Linked DNA regions of Sus scrofa: regions 2 and 3 are each linked to region 1. A link is a contact called in public promoter capture Hi-C data. All regions are on one chromosome and are shown on one strand. Each heading gives the region's core, a stretch centred on a gene start, on an enhancer-like site or on the middle of the called end of the contact. The rest is flanking DNA. Distances are from core to core; before and after follow the strand shown. Region 1 holds the start of PRDX3 (peroxiredoxin 3). Region 2 holds the start of TIAL1 (nucleolysin TIAR). Region 3 holds the start of BAG3 (BAG family molecular chaperone regulator 3).

Region 1 (4,149 bases), core at 1,501-4,000:
TCAGAACCTGGGAAAGTGGGACACGGGAGACCAAGCATCAAAATGCTTGGGCCTCAGAAACAGGAGGAGCTGTTGGGAGCAGGGGTTTGGGACAGGCTCAAGCAAAGTTTTAAATCTGTGGCATCAAATCACTATTAGAAAATTTGTTAAAAAGCTCTCATCAGGAAGTAAAATTGTGAAACCTTCTAGAGCATCTCACCCACAAACCACTACATGTTAAATACATGATTTTTAAGAGGTCGGAGGCATTTTCAAATACTGTTCATTATCTGAGGCTGATCTTAGCAAACCCCTTATTCCAGAGAATGGAGTATAACTCTCGAGAAACAGCTGCGCTTCGCTCAGAGCCTGGCAGAGTCCATTCGACTGGCCTCAGTGGCCAAGTGGAGCTGGCCCCCAGGTTTGAATGCAACAGCCTTCAGAGGAGCTGCACTCAGGTCCGTTACCCTTCGTAAACAGCAGGCCCAGACACCTCTGAGTGTCCCCATCCCCTTCCATGTTCCGCAACACAGGGGAGTGAAACCTCCAGAACCAACATGGAAATGTGACACAGGGCACTTTGCCTCAGGGAGCCTCAACCCTTGGCTGCATATTGCAATCTCTTGGTGAGCTTTTAAAAAAATACTGACATTCAGGTCTCACCCTAGACACTGACTTAATTTGTTTGGGGTGAGGCTGGGGCTGCAGTAAGTGTATAAAAGCTCCCAGGTGAGTCTTCATACAGCCATTATTCAGAGATGATAAGTGTTTCCATTATCTGGTTCAAACAAAGGCATAACAACACTTACTGGTGCTAAAGGCGAATTTTGCTTGACTGGAACCAGACCACAGCACACTTGTCAAGCATGTTCTTCGAGAAGGAGCAGGCCTAAGGGCTGCAGAGGCAGAAATGCCCCAAGGAACGGCACTCACATGTCGGATAACCTACAAAGAGAAATATTTTATATTAGGAAATATTCCCAGAATGGTGGCTGAATCCGTGCTGAGGACATCAGGCCAGCAGTAGCCTCAGCCGTCCCTATTCCTGGGAACAAAATACCAAACTCCAAGAGCATGGACTGGATCTCCATGTTCTCAAAATTCCCTTCTGCTTCCTTATCCCTCAGGACTGCCAGGTGGGAGGGATGTTGGGAGATGGTGGTCAAAGGGTACAAAGTTGCAACTGTGTAGATAAGTCTGGATAGCTAATGTACAAGCATATTGACTATGCTTAAACTACACTGAACGCTGGCAATATGCTAAGAGTAGTTTTCAGGTACAATCACACACAAAAGGTAACTATGTGGGGTGTCCCCACTGTGGCACAGCAGAAACAATCTGACGAGTATCAGTGAGGATGTGGGTTTGATCCCTGGCCTCGCTCAGTGGGTCAGTGATCTAGTGCTGCTGTGAGCGGTGGTGTAGGTCGAAGACTCAGCTCGGATCCCACGTGGCTGTGGCTGTGGCGTAGGCCGGCAGCTGTAGCTCTGATTTGACCCCAGCCTGGGAACTTCCATATGCTGCGGGTGCGGCCCTAAAAAGCAAAAATAAATAAGTAAATAAATAAAGGTAACGATATGAAGAGATATGTTCATTACTTTGACTGTATTTATCATTTCATTATGTATATGTACATGGAATCATAATGTACACTTCAAATACATATAACTTTTATTTTAAAATATATATAAATAAATGAAGGGGGGAAAAAGACTGCAAGGGAGCTCCCTGGTAGCTCAGCAGGTTAAGGATCTGGCATGGTCACTGCAGGGGACCGAGTTCAATCCCTGGACCTGGAACTTCAGCATGCTGTGGGTGCAGCCAAAAAAAAAAAAAAAGACTGCAAGGCAGGGGGGATTTATAAAAACACAAAGACTCCATGCTTTTAACAGCAACCCAGAGGATTAAAAAACCAAGGAGACTTGGCCAGGCCCTTTTCCAGCAGAACTTCTGAACTTGTTCTACAATGTCAAGGTTTTCCTTGGAAAAGACAAGGCCCTTTCAAGCTCTACAGAGAAGCAAACAAATAGAGCAAAGTTCAGCCTCTGGGAGAGTTTGGACAGGGCTCAAGGCAAAGGTTTGCTTAACTTCAGTGTTTGGCGTGACTCAGGACCAGCCTGCGTTGAACCCCAGCATGAGAAAGGGGAGAGCGGACAGCAAGAGGGTACCAGGCTTTGCGAGAGAAAAATAGCAGGGCCGGCTGGCCCTGGAGAGTAAGGAAAAAGTGCCTTTTGCACGTAAGCCCTTTGGTTACTTGAACATTTTGGTTTTCATCCAGCACTTAAGTGGATGCTCACGGAAACCTTGAGATAGGCAGGCATCATTCTATGTTGAGTTAGGAAAGTTAACAGGTTCAGAAAGACGAAGAAGTCACTTGTTCAAGGTCATAGAGTCGGTCCCAGAACGGAATCAAGGGCCAGGTCGCCTGCCTCCAGAGCCAGGTGCTCAGGTGGAGAGGGGACTGGGGACCCACGACTAGGAGGGAAGAGGGATTTGGGTAGGGGACCGCGAGGTGGGGTGGGGGAAGGGCAGTTATGCGCACGCGCAGGGAGCCTTCCCTAGAAGAGGAGGCCTCAGGTCCGTTACCCTCTGACATCCTCAGAGAGGGTGAAAGACCCCCAGGCCGCAAGGGAGCGGGATCCCATTTGAAAAGCACGTTCTCGGAGCCACCTCAGTGCCTCCGCGCCTGTGCCCCGCCAGCAGCCACTCACCGAAGCCCGGAGCAACCTTCCCGCCGCCGCCGCCGCCGCCGCCGCCATCTTCGGTGCGCACTGGGGCCTCGGGCCAGAGAAGCAAAGAAGGCGGGATCTACGGGGGCGTGGCCAGATGGGCGGGGCCTCGGCGGGCAGGGAGGGGCCTGGGTTGCAGCCCTGGCCAGGGATGGAGCCGGGAGCCAGGACCCGGAGTCCTATGCCCTCGCCGCCTTTTGGGCACCCTCTGGCTGTAAACGTCCCAATCGCTGGGTCCCTCGGCCCGGCTTCCGGTTGGGATAATTCCCGTTAAAGCTTCTAAGTAGCTAAATGCTTGTGAAAGCGACACTTTGTTTCTGTTTGTTGCCCCAACCTCTAGGACTAATCCAGGCAGGAAGCTAGATATTTCTATACTTGTTACTTTTTTGTTAACCTCCGTGGATTATTGTTGCAGTAAAAGGATCCGTTTCCTATTTCGACCACAGGCTTCTGCACGAAATGGCATTAGTTATCAATGAAATTTTAGCCGATTAATAAGCAGAGTGGGTCAGACCCTGCAAGGCTTTGTTGTCCTGAAAATCCCTGGATGATGCGTGAGCTCCCATTTTGGTTTCCCTTCACAACAATGGGGGAATTGGGACAAATTTAAAATGTGTTTTCTCTCAATTAGTAAAGCCAAGTGCTCAGGGGGAACATGGTACTTTGAAGCAAGTTCATTAAACATGATAAAAATCATACAGTGGCCTTACAGTAAGTGTGACAAAATGTAAACTCTAAGTGGGCATTTTCCAAAGGCCAAGCCTGTTATCTGAAAAACTGGATCCACCTCTTGGTGGATATGGAGCCAAAAGACACAACCCAGGCAAAGATCTGGAGAAGGAAGCATTTATTACTTGCTGCAAGTAAAGAAAACATGGAGGATCTGTCCCAAAGCAGTATCTCCTCAAACAGCCAGATTTGGTTAGTTTTAAGCTAAGGGAACATGCATATTCAAGAAGGGGCTTGGGTGGCAGACAGAATCCAAACTTTAGTTCATATGTTTTTGTTTGTTTGTTTTTTCTTTTTAGGACCGCACTGCAACATATGGAAGTTCCCAGGCTAAGGGTGAAATTGGAACTGCAGCTGCAGGCCTATGCCACAGCCAAGGCAATGTTAGATCTAAACTACATCTTCAACCTATGATGCAGCTTGCAGCAATGCCAGATCCTTAACCCACTGAGTGAGGCCAGGGATTGAACCTACCTTCTCATGGACGCTATGTCACGTCTTAACCTGCTGAGCCACATCGGAAACTCCCCAAGCTGTAGTTGATTGAAGTCATGAGAGTCAGAAAAGGTCAACATTATCCCTTAGGTTCCAGTTGGTCTGGCAGTTGAGGGCCTTAGGCCAATCTGTACCACTGAAACAGACCTAGAAGATTTTACAACTGATGCATTATCTTTGCTGTAATTACTTCTCTTGCCTGACAAGTCATTTGTTT
Region 2 (4,706 bases), core at 1,483-3,982, 380 kb after region 1:
GAGTACCTCTTATGTTCCAGGCAGTGAACTAAGTGCTGCAGGGGTAAGACCTAGGAAGATGTAGCAGTCCTTGTCTAAAAAAAAAAAAAACCCTTCCCATGGAGAAGAGTGGGAGAAGGAAAAAGGAAGACAGAATAGTAAACATGTACTGACATACACGTACAATGAAGCTCAAGATGTTTCTTTACTTATATGTATACATGTCACATTTTTTAGACAACTGTAAACATAGACAAGTTAGGTGTGTTTCTGAGAAAGAACAGGAGATTGGAGAAGGTAGGGGTAAGAAACAAGTGACACAAAGACGTTAGCTTATTAGTCTATGGCCTAAGGTCTGATGGAGATGAAGACAAGGCAGATGCAAAGACAGCGATACGAATTAAAGGTACTGAAATAGCATATTATTTAGCACAAAACCAAGAATTCTTCATAAGGAAGAGACAGATACAGTTAATCAGAAATGTGCCACGAAAATTTACCAATTATTCAGTAACTATTAGGATGCAATGGTGACATTTCAGATTTTTAAATACAATGTAACTTTTATCTTTATTAAACACATACTAGCTAGACCTAAATCCAGCTTTCCCAGATGCTTCCATCAAAGAACACACTGCTAACTAAATACCAAGTCTTGACTTCAACAGATGTTAGGGGACAAACTTCATGTTTGTCCCAATTCTCTCTCTTCTGGGAAAATAGAGCAGAAATGGAAGACAACACAGGACATAAATACAAAACTTCTACCAAGCAGGCTTTCCATTCAAGTATTTGATGTGCTTAAGTTGGCCTCAAATTCTCAAAACAGTATAGCAGATACTTTAGTGAGACATTAAAGAAATAGGAATAAAAAAAATGCAACCCCCCCCGCCCCAACAAAATGAAAATCCCAACTATCAATATTGAACATAAGACATCTATTTTCTGGACTGAGCAATCTTTCTTTGGCAGGAGTAGAGATCAGAAACTAGTCAAACTTCCTGAGCACCCTTCCACCTGCATCTATTCCCCAAAAAGTAATTACCCCATCAGACAGCAGAGCCAAGTGAACTATGGTCATATAAACACCAGGCAGAGCCAAGAGAAAACAAAAGCAGCGTTCTGACTGACTCCTTGTACTCGAAGCAGGTGTGTTGAGCTTCGTAAGGCGAGGAAAACCCAGTGCCCAACTTAACACATTTAATTAGACTCACACTTAAAAAAAAAAAAAAATGCAGGAAAAAAGAAAGGAGTGCCACACTAGTTGGAAAGGAATGCAAACGCTGAGTCATCACTCTTCATTAGGAAAGGAAGGAAAGCGGTGGGAAGATGAAATTCATTCATTACATTTGGGCTTCAGGGTAAAGAGCAACAGCAAGGTGGAAGAAAAAGCACTCAAAAGACACACATCGAATAGCTGATAAAAATATCATTTTATCCAACTCCGAAGGGCTCGACGCAGAAATAGATTAGGTATGTAATAGAGAAGGTAGCACCAATAGAGCAAAAAGCTGTTTAACAACTGGTTGTCAGTTTAGCGTAGGTAGCGCTCAAAGTAAACTTCGTCATCCAAGAAAGGAAAGATGCTCCGGCGGCAAGAGGCATCCCTTTTGCACTTCAAAAGTAGCGGGCGCTTGGCGAGTGTTTCTGACAGCGTGGGCGGGGGCACGTGGGGCAGAAAGAGAGTAGGGGCTTGAGTGGCGGAAGAGTGTCCGGCTTCCTCGCAGAGCTTAGCTTGGGAGAAGAGCCGGGAGCGACTGGAGCTGGGGACGTGGAGGGCGTGAGTGCTAATTCCTCGCAGCACGCAGGGGATGTGGCCGCAGTCCCACCCCCAGTCCCACCCCCACCAGGCCCAGCCCCCGTGGGGACCGGCAGCTCCCGGCCCAGCCCAGGGCCCCCAAAGCACAGGGGGAGCAGGAGCTCTCCCGGGCCTGACAGACTCTGCCGTGCAAAAGCCCGGCTCAGGACGGGGTTGCAAAGAAGGGCGCGAGAGGAAAAGGTCGAAACTAGCCCCGGACCCCAGGAAGTGACTGTGTTTGGGGGAAGGGAGGGCTTCCTTCCCAAGGAAAAAGGGACAAATGAGGAATGCACTTCGCGTCCGCGCCACCCCAGCTAGGGAGCCGCCGAGAGTCCTGGCTTCGGCCCCGCTCTCTTGCTCCCTCCCATAGCATCCCGCAGTGCCCGGGCCTCTAGGCGCCTGGCACCCCCCGTCTGGGTACTCACAGAGTCCGGGGCTGCCCGTCGTCTTCCATCATGGTGGGTGCGACGGAGCGATCCCGGGACAAGGGGGAGGGCAGGGCTGGGGAAGGGAGGGGGTGGGGAGGAAGGGGAGGGGGGCTCCGGGCACCGGCTGGGGACAGAGGAAAAGGCACCGAACCCTGCTCTCGGGCTCTCTCCCCCCAGCCCGCTCCGGACACTGCGCTCCAACCAGGAGGAGCTGGAGGAGGAGGAGGATGAACAAAATGGCCGCCGCCACCAGCCAGGCAGGAAACGGGGCAGAGCGCAGGCGCGGCCCGCCAGGTCACCGCTCAGGCCAGCCGCGACGGCCTGAAAAAGCGGAGAACTGAGTGGGGAACAAAAGGGGCCACTGAGGAAACCTCGTGCCCGGTCACGACGGATCACGTCGTCGTTACTCGCCGGCTGGCTAGCGAAACCCAGCCAGCTCAAGAAGAACTCGAGAAAAAAGAGAACCGCCGTAAAACTGAAGTCTCTGGGAATTGTGGTCCTGGAAATGAGAGAGGTAAGCACTTCCCCGGAGGACTTCTGGGAACTGTAGTCCTGAGGAGCCGGAGCCGCTCTGGGAAGCGAAGAAGAGACTTCTGGGTAGTGTAGTCGTACGTGAGACGTGCGGCGACCAGGAAGTCGGCGTGCTGGGAGGGGAGGGAGAGAATAAAAGCGACGTTGAAAGGCAGGGAATCGAGCTGGGAAAAAGCGGCGTCGGAGAAGTAGACTGCAAGTCCCATAGTGCCTCGCGCTGGGGGCTGTCCTAGGACTGCTTCAGGCATTTTAAGACTCTTCTGTTGGCTCAGCGTGGGCTGCTGCTCCGCCTCTGTCCAGCCCAAGAGCGGTATCTTCAACTGCGGCTAATTCCGTGCTCTGGCTCCGCGTGGCGTCCAAGCCCGCAGGCCTTTCTGGCCCTCCTCTATTCATCAAAACCGCCCGCCCGCGGTCGCCAACTGCCGCCCCGCGCGACGGGCGGAGGGGCTGGGGGGTTCCTCCGGCCCAGCGCTGAGCTGGAAGCTGCGCTCGCCGGGGCCCCTCCGGCTTTCTCAACAGCCCGCCGATTCCTCCTCTGGGCTTGTTTTCCCGCAAATAGGTATTCTACCCTGGGTAGACGGCTTCTTCATTCGTTATCTCATCGGATAAGGGGGTCAAAAGAGCAGCCCTCCACTAAAATGACTCATCGAGTTGGTGTAAAGAGGGCGATAATGCCCTTCTGCCCCTCATTTAGTTATTAGAGTGAGTCTTTGGGCAGAGACGTGCACAGACTTAAGGCTGTGTTTACAGACATCCATCCATCCATCATATGGACGGGGAATGAAGTCTTGCTCGAGTATGTGGGAAACCCCGTTCAAACTGGCTACGTAACCTTGTAGAATTTGTTTTTTTCACCGGCGGCAGTTCACCCTACGCTCCCACTCCTTCACCCCACCCCCAAGCGTCTTTGGGAGAATGCTTTTGAGCTCGTACCCCCTCTTGTAGGTTAGTGAAGTGAAGGATTATAACGGCGAAGAAAGATTTTTCATCCTGTTGCCAGAGCTAGAAGGTCCCAGGTAAACTGTGCCTTGAGAGTTGGTTTTATAAACACTACCACTGACTCCTAATCCTGTGATGGGGGTCAACCGTGCAGCAAAAACGTTGTAATGTCAATATGGGGAGGAAGAAGTGGGGGGTTCAACCTGGAAGGCTTCATAAGACCTTGAGAAGAGAGTTGAGCCCCCTGAGTCAATGGGAACGTCAAGGGGCACCGAGGCCAGGACCCATGGGTAAAAAAAGTGTATGGGTTTGGTGGGGGGAGAAGTGGGGGAAGGCATGGAGTAGGAATCTGGAGAGCTAAGTTAGAAAGGTGGGCAACGGTTTTATAGCACCATGTTGTTAAAGATGGGTACCAGGCTGAGGAGTTTGGGGCTTTGTCTCCCAATCAATGAGGAGCTATTCAGAGGTTTTATTTTTTTTAATTGAACCGACGTCCAGAGCTGTAACCATCATCATCCAATTCATCATTGATCCACGCCCACTGTGTTAATTTCCTATTGTTGCTGCCACAAACTTAGGGACTTAAAACAGGACTATATTGGGAGTTCCCATCGCGGCTCAGTGGTAAACAAATCCGACTAGGAACCATGAGGTTGCGGGTTCGATCCCTGGCCTTGCTCAGTGGGTTAAGGATCCGGTGTTGCCGTGATCCTAGCTGTGGCTCTGGCATAGGCTGGTGGCTACAGCTCCGATTGGACCCCTAGCCTGGGAACCTCCATATGCCATGGGAGCGGCCCAAGAAATGGCAATAAGACAAAAAATAATAAAATAAAATAAAAAAACAAAAAAAAACAGGACTATATTATTTTAGAGTTCTGGAGGTCAGAAGTATGAAATTAGTTTCACTGAACTAAAACCAAGATGTTGGCAGGGCTGGTTCCTTCTAAAGTCTTTGGGAGAATGGGCTTCTTGCCTTTTCCAGCTTCTAGAAACCGTCTGCATTCCCATCATCTTCAAAAACAGCAGCATGG
Region 3 (4,668 bases), core at 145-2,644, 420 kb after region 1:
TTTGATCCCTGGCCTTGCTCAGTGTATTAAGGATCTGGCATTGCTGTGAGCTGTAGCGTAGGTTGCAGACACGGATTGGATTTGGTGTTGTTGCGGCTCTGGCGAAGGCCAGCAGCTACAGCTCCAATTCAGCCCCTAGCCTGGGAACTTCCATAAGCTTGGGGTGCGACTCCCCTCCAAAAAAGCCACTGAATAAGGCGCTTGAGGGTCCAGCTCCTTCAATAGTAGTACTTAGGGTAAATTAGTGCACTGGCATTTGGGTTTATACATCAGTCTCTTGTGTGTTTGGTACCTGAGTCAGTCCTTGGGGCTTAATCGTCTCTGCGTTTTCCCAAAACTGAATTTTGTACTTTAAAGCTGATAAGAACACCTGTGTAAGTGAGAATCATTCCATTGGAAATGATTGGTAGGCCTCTTATCGTTTGCTCCAAAAGGAGTAATTTGAGGGCAGGAAGAGAGGAAAGGTATTGCCTCTGAGGGTTCCTGGGTAGTCTCTGCATTTGAGTTGGAAAATTGGGCCCAGTATTAAGCCATGGCACCTTCTCAAAGTGCTTCTGGAGAAAGGAATGAGTCTCAGGCCCAAAGATTTAAACTAGTACCTCCCCAACATTCTCCCTCTGGGGGGCACACACTCTCTCTCCCAGAGGAATTGAGGTGTTGGGTTCAGGCTGCAAGTGCGATTATTGAAACAACCCAACAAATACATTTAATGATTCAATTTGTTCCCTACTTCTCAAGTAAAGCTCAAATTTTAAGACAGCAAGAACCAACCTCTACCATAAAAAAGACCAAAACTCCAAATAATGTGTTTTTTTCTTTAAAGTTGTTCAGCAATGATAGTTTCTTATTTGAGTTATGAGGTTCAGGAGCATAAAACCATGGGCTGATGCAATCTTTCTGTCTTCAGGTTTTTTTGAAAGAAAGGCAGGTGAGTTTCCATTTGCACTTCCATTTTTCCCCTGGCTTGGTTACTGTGTCAGGTCAACATTCCAGCGCTCCTTCCGACAGCCGTTAAGCCCAAGGGAGAAAAGTGATTAAAACATAACGGAGGGACACCAGTGCCCCGAGTATCAGTATATGGGGGTACAAATGAGAGGTGGGGAGAGACTCTGGTTTAAACCCAAAGACTTTAAAGGCTAACGATGACTTTGTTTTTATAAGGAACTGCAGCAGATACTCTTGAGTGCGGACTCCCAGTCCTAAGAACAGGAAGAGGCAGTCTGAAAACCGAAACCGCCCAGGACACAAAGACGACGTCCCTGGGGCTCGCTGGTCCAGTCAGCCAGCATCAGGGAGATGCCTCGGGTGCACCTTGGCCCACCCTGAGGCTGTCTCAGCCGGGTGACACCCACCCAGGAAGCTGGCGCGAGGGAGGAGGTGGGGTGGAGGAGGGGCGGCAGGGAGGCCACGCCCGTGACCACGCCCACGCCCCGCCCCGCCACGATTATAGCCGATGACTCAGGGCGGAGCTCCGCATCCAGCCCTCGCCGCCGCCAACTTCTCTGGATGGGACCAGAAGTTTCTAGCCGGCCAGTTGCTACCTCCCTTTATCTCCTCCTTCCCCTTTGGCAGCGTGGAGGCTATTTCCAGACACTTCCAGCCCTCTCCGGCCACGTCACCCCCTCCTTTAATTCATAAAGGTGCCCAGCGCCGGCTTCCCGGACACGTCGGCAGCCCACAAGACTCTAGCTCCGGCCTCGGCCAGCGAGCCACTCTGCGCCTGGAAGTCCGGCACCCCGCGACCCTGTGACCCGGCACCCCGGCGGCTGCCCCTCCGGGCCGACCCCGACCCAGCATGAGCGCTGCCACCCACTCGCCGATGGTTCAGATGGCGTCCGGCAACGGCGCCGGCGACCGCGACCCCCTGCCCCCCGGCTGGGAAATCAAGATCGATCCGCAAACCGGCTGGCCCTTCTTCGTGGACCACAACAGCCGCACCACGACGTGGAACGACCCGCGCGTGCCCCCGAGGGCCCCAAGGTAAGCGGGACCCGAGCTGCACTCTGGCCAGCACTTCCCCCCACCCCCACCCCCCCCGCGCCCCGACGGCGAGCGGCGGGACAGGGCTTCGGGGATGGGGGTGGCGGGCTGGACTGGGCCGGGCTGCGGGGACGCGAGGAGCAGGGTGCCTGCCGGCCACAGCCCGCCCGCGCCGGTGTCCCAGAGGTCAGTGAAGGCCACTGGGAACGTACAGACCCCCAAGTGGACACCAGCTCTCAGGAGTCGGCCTGCCGCGTCCCAGGAGCCCCCTCCCCAGGCCCGCCCTTGGCCGGCGTCGGGGCGAGGGGGAGGCCCCGGGGAGGACTGTCCTCTCTGGGCTGCATCTGGTTTCCGGAGGTCGGGCGGGAAGTGCGACCCGCCCCATGGTGCCAGGTCCGGTCCACCGGCTGGATTCGAGGGGCCGTGGGCCAGGAGGCGAGGGGCGATCGGCCTGGTCAGCCTCGGAGGCCCGGGCCAGGCCCCACCGCGGCCTCCGCCCGGCTTCCAGGGCTGAGAGCCTGGTTTCACTCTGCTGATCACGCTTGGTCGGACGCCAGGGGGCCTTTGGCAAGCTTGGATGGGGGGGTCTCTTAGGATCTCTAAGGACTTTTACCTCCCAAAGTTCCAGAACTTGCTTGAGGGTATCTTGACTTCAGTCTTCCACCTGAGGCACAGAGTGACTCAGGAGACTGACGTAAATACATCCCCCCCGCCCCTTGAATTTGAAATTAAAATTGTATTCTTGTTTGAAACTGTTTTCGATAAGAATATATTCTAGAATGACTTGTTAAAAAAAAAAAAAAAAAGATGCTGTTCTCCCAGGCAATTTTAAACTAAAGACGTGAGACTGTCGCCTAGTTGGCTATTGACTTAGACATTGCCTCACACTGGCGAGAAAAAGTGTTGTTGTTTTTTTTTAAATGGCAATACATTCCTTTCCTTGTTATGTTACTACAATACCCAGGATTTGTTTCTAATACACAAATAATTGAGTAGTAATGCTTTTGTGAATACAGATGTATGCCTTATTTACATTTATGTAAGGGTATATACTTCTTAATCCTTAGGAGCCTGAAATTTTGAAAATATAAACTCGGAATGAGTGTTTAAAAAATTATGACTGTACTTTTCTCGTGATTTTTCTGTCCATTTGAGCTTTTTCAAAAGATAAAGCTTGGCAAAAAGAGGTCTACATTAAGGGTAGCGTTAATGTTGTTTGGGCAAAATAAAAATAAAAGTCATGAGCTGGTAAGTTATTTTGAAGACTTAAAAATTCACCAAATTAAAGGCTTTGTAAGTCATTATTTCAGAAGAAAGATCTGTTATCCATTTTCATTTTAATGTACTTTTTTCTTAAAAGTGTATATAAAGTTCTGGTGCCCAACAGTGAGACAGGGTATATTTAGCAACTTACATTTATAAGAAATTAATTGTATGTTTATTTTTGAAAATTAGTACAAGAGGCTGTAATTAGCTGGGATGGTCATAACTGCAGATACTTCTTTTTTTTTTTTTTTCTGTGTCTGTTCAGCCCATTGTTGAGTGAAACTAATGCCCATTTCAGTCCCCCTCTGTTACTGCAGTCTCCAGGGAAGAGGTCCTTATTGTGACCAAAAAAGAAAAAAAGAAAAAGGTTGTCATTTTGAGACTAATGTCCTGTAGAGACAGGGATGTCAGAATCCAGTGGTATCCTTAGTAGTGAATGAGGATCAAGTTTGAACATATCCACTGTGAGTGCAGTGTAAGTCCCACCTTGCCGGCACTTTGTTTTCAATGTGAAACTCACCCAGCAGGTTGAGATCTTTGTGTACCCGCACAGTGGATGGGTCAGGCTGTGGTTTCATAAACCTTCTTAAGGGGGAAAAACCAGGTTGAATTACTGTTATTGTTCTTCCCAAGTAGAAAATAAGAGCTACTCAACCAAAAAGAACTCTGATCCTGGAAAAGTTGATGTGAAAATTTAACAATCTGAATTTTAAGGTTGAAAGGTCCTTACAGATTTTTTAGCTCAGTCTCATTTATCTAAGAAGTAAACCCAGAGAGTTCAACTGTGTTTCCAACGGTCACTCCGCTGCAACCAATAGAAAAGAGAGAACTATACCAGAAGGTTCTGATAAGAGGCAGTAGATCTGTTCAGAAGAAGATAGAAATGTCTTAAATTTTTATGAAACACTGAAATTTGTAGGCTGGAACACTACTTGGGTGGTGATGGCTGGGTGTGTTCAACTCAAGAAAAGAACTCTCTTTACCAGATTAATTACTTGAGATTTGTCAGCATGGCACCACATCATAAGGAGAAAACTAACATTCGGTTCATTAGCTCCATGGGCTTCGTTGCTTTCAAGCCTGTGCTTTGATATACACAGAACGTCTGCGTGGCTAATTCACTGTCACTTATGACCCCATAGTGCAGAGTAAATATGATGGAAAAATCTTTCTCTATTACCTTATACTGGGACATGCTTTCTTTTTATTTATTTTTGTCTTTTTAGGGCCGCACCTGCGGTGTATGGAGGTTCCCAGGCTAGGGGTTGAGTCGGAGCTGTAGCCGCTGGCTTATGCCACAGCCACAGCAATGTGGGATCCAAGCCATGTCTGCGCCTACACCATAGCTCACGGCAACGCCAGATTCTTAACCCACTGAGCAAGGCCAGGGATGGAACCTGCATCCTCATGGACATTAGTCAG

Evidence for each region. Promoter capture Hi-C pulls out the DNA fragments that hold promoters and counts their contacts.
Region 2: a promoter capture Hi-C map of fetal liver shows a contact between it and region 1, with 2.0 times the contacts expected there. The contact joins the promoter of TIAL1 here to the promoter of PRDX3 in region 1. A contact is called at or near these places in 3 of 5 promoter capture datasets (fetal liver, fetal skeletal muscle and liver), 3 of 47 Hi-C or Micro-C datasets (embryonic fibroblasts, liver and mesenteric adipose tissue) and 2 of 2 datasets of contacts at active chromatin or transcription factors (alveolar macrophages and skeletal muscle).
Region 3: a promoter capture Hi-C map of fetal skeletal muscle shows a contact between it and region 1, with 2.5 times the contacts expected there. The contact joins the promoter of BAG3 here to the promoter of PRDX3 in region 1. A contact is called at or near these places in 2 of 5 promoter capture datasets (fetal liver and fetal skeletal muscle) and 1 of 2 datasets of contacts at active chromatin or transcription factors (alveolar macrophages).

What each region holds. Positions count from the first base shown.
Region 1 is chr14:129,088,040-129,092,188 of Sscrofa11.1, forward strand. It overlaps PRDX3 (peroxiredoxin 3), which reads right to left and starts at 2,751. Exons shown (of 7, transcript NM_001244531.1): 1 at 2,691-2,751; 2 at 789-924. The coding sequence starts at 2,738.
Region 2 is chr14:129,464,418-129,469,123 of Sscrofa11.1, forward strand. TIAL1 (nucleolysin TIAR) reads right to left here and starts at 2,733. Exons shown (of 12, transcript XM_003133196.4): 1 at 2,203-2,733. The coding sequence starts at 2,234. It overlaps LOC110256777 (a long non-coding RNA gene), which reads left to right and starts at 1,766. Exons shown (of 2, transcript XR_002338744.1): 1 at 1,766-1,978; 2 at 2,383-4,706.
Region 3 is chr14:129,508,846-129,513,513 of Sscrofa11.1, forward strand. It overlaps BAG3 (BAG family molecular chaperone regulator 3), which reads left to right and starts at 1,395. Exons shown (of 5, transcript XM_021073458.1): 1 at 1,395-1,984; 2 at 1,987-2,166. The coding sequence starts at 1,796.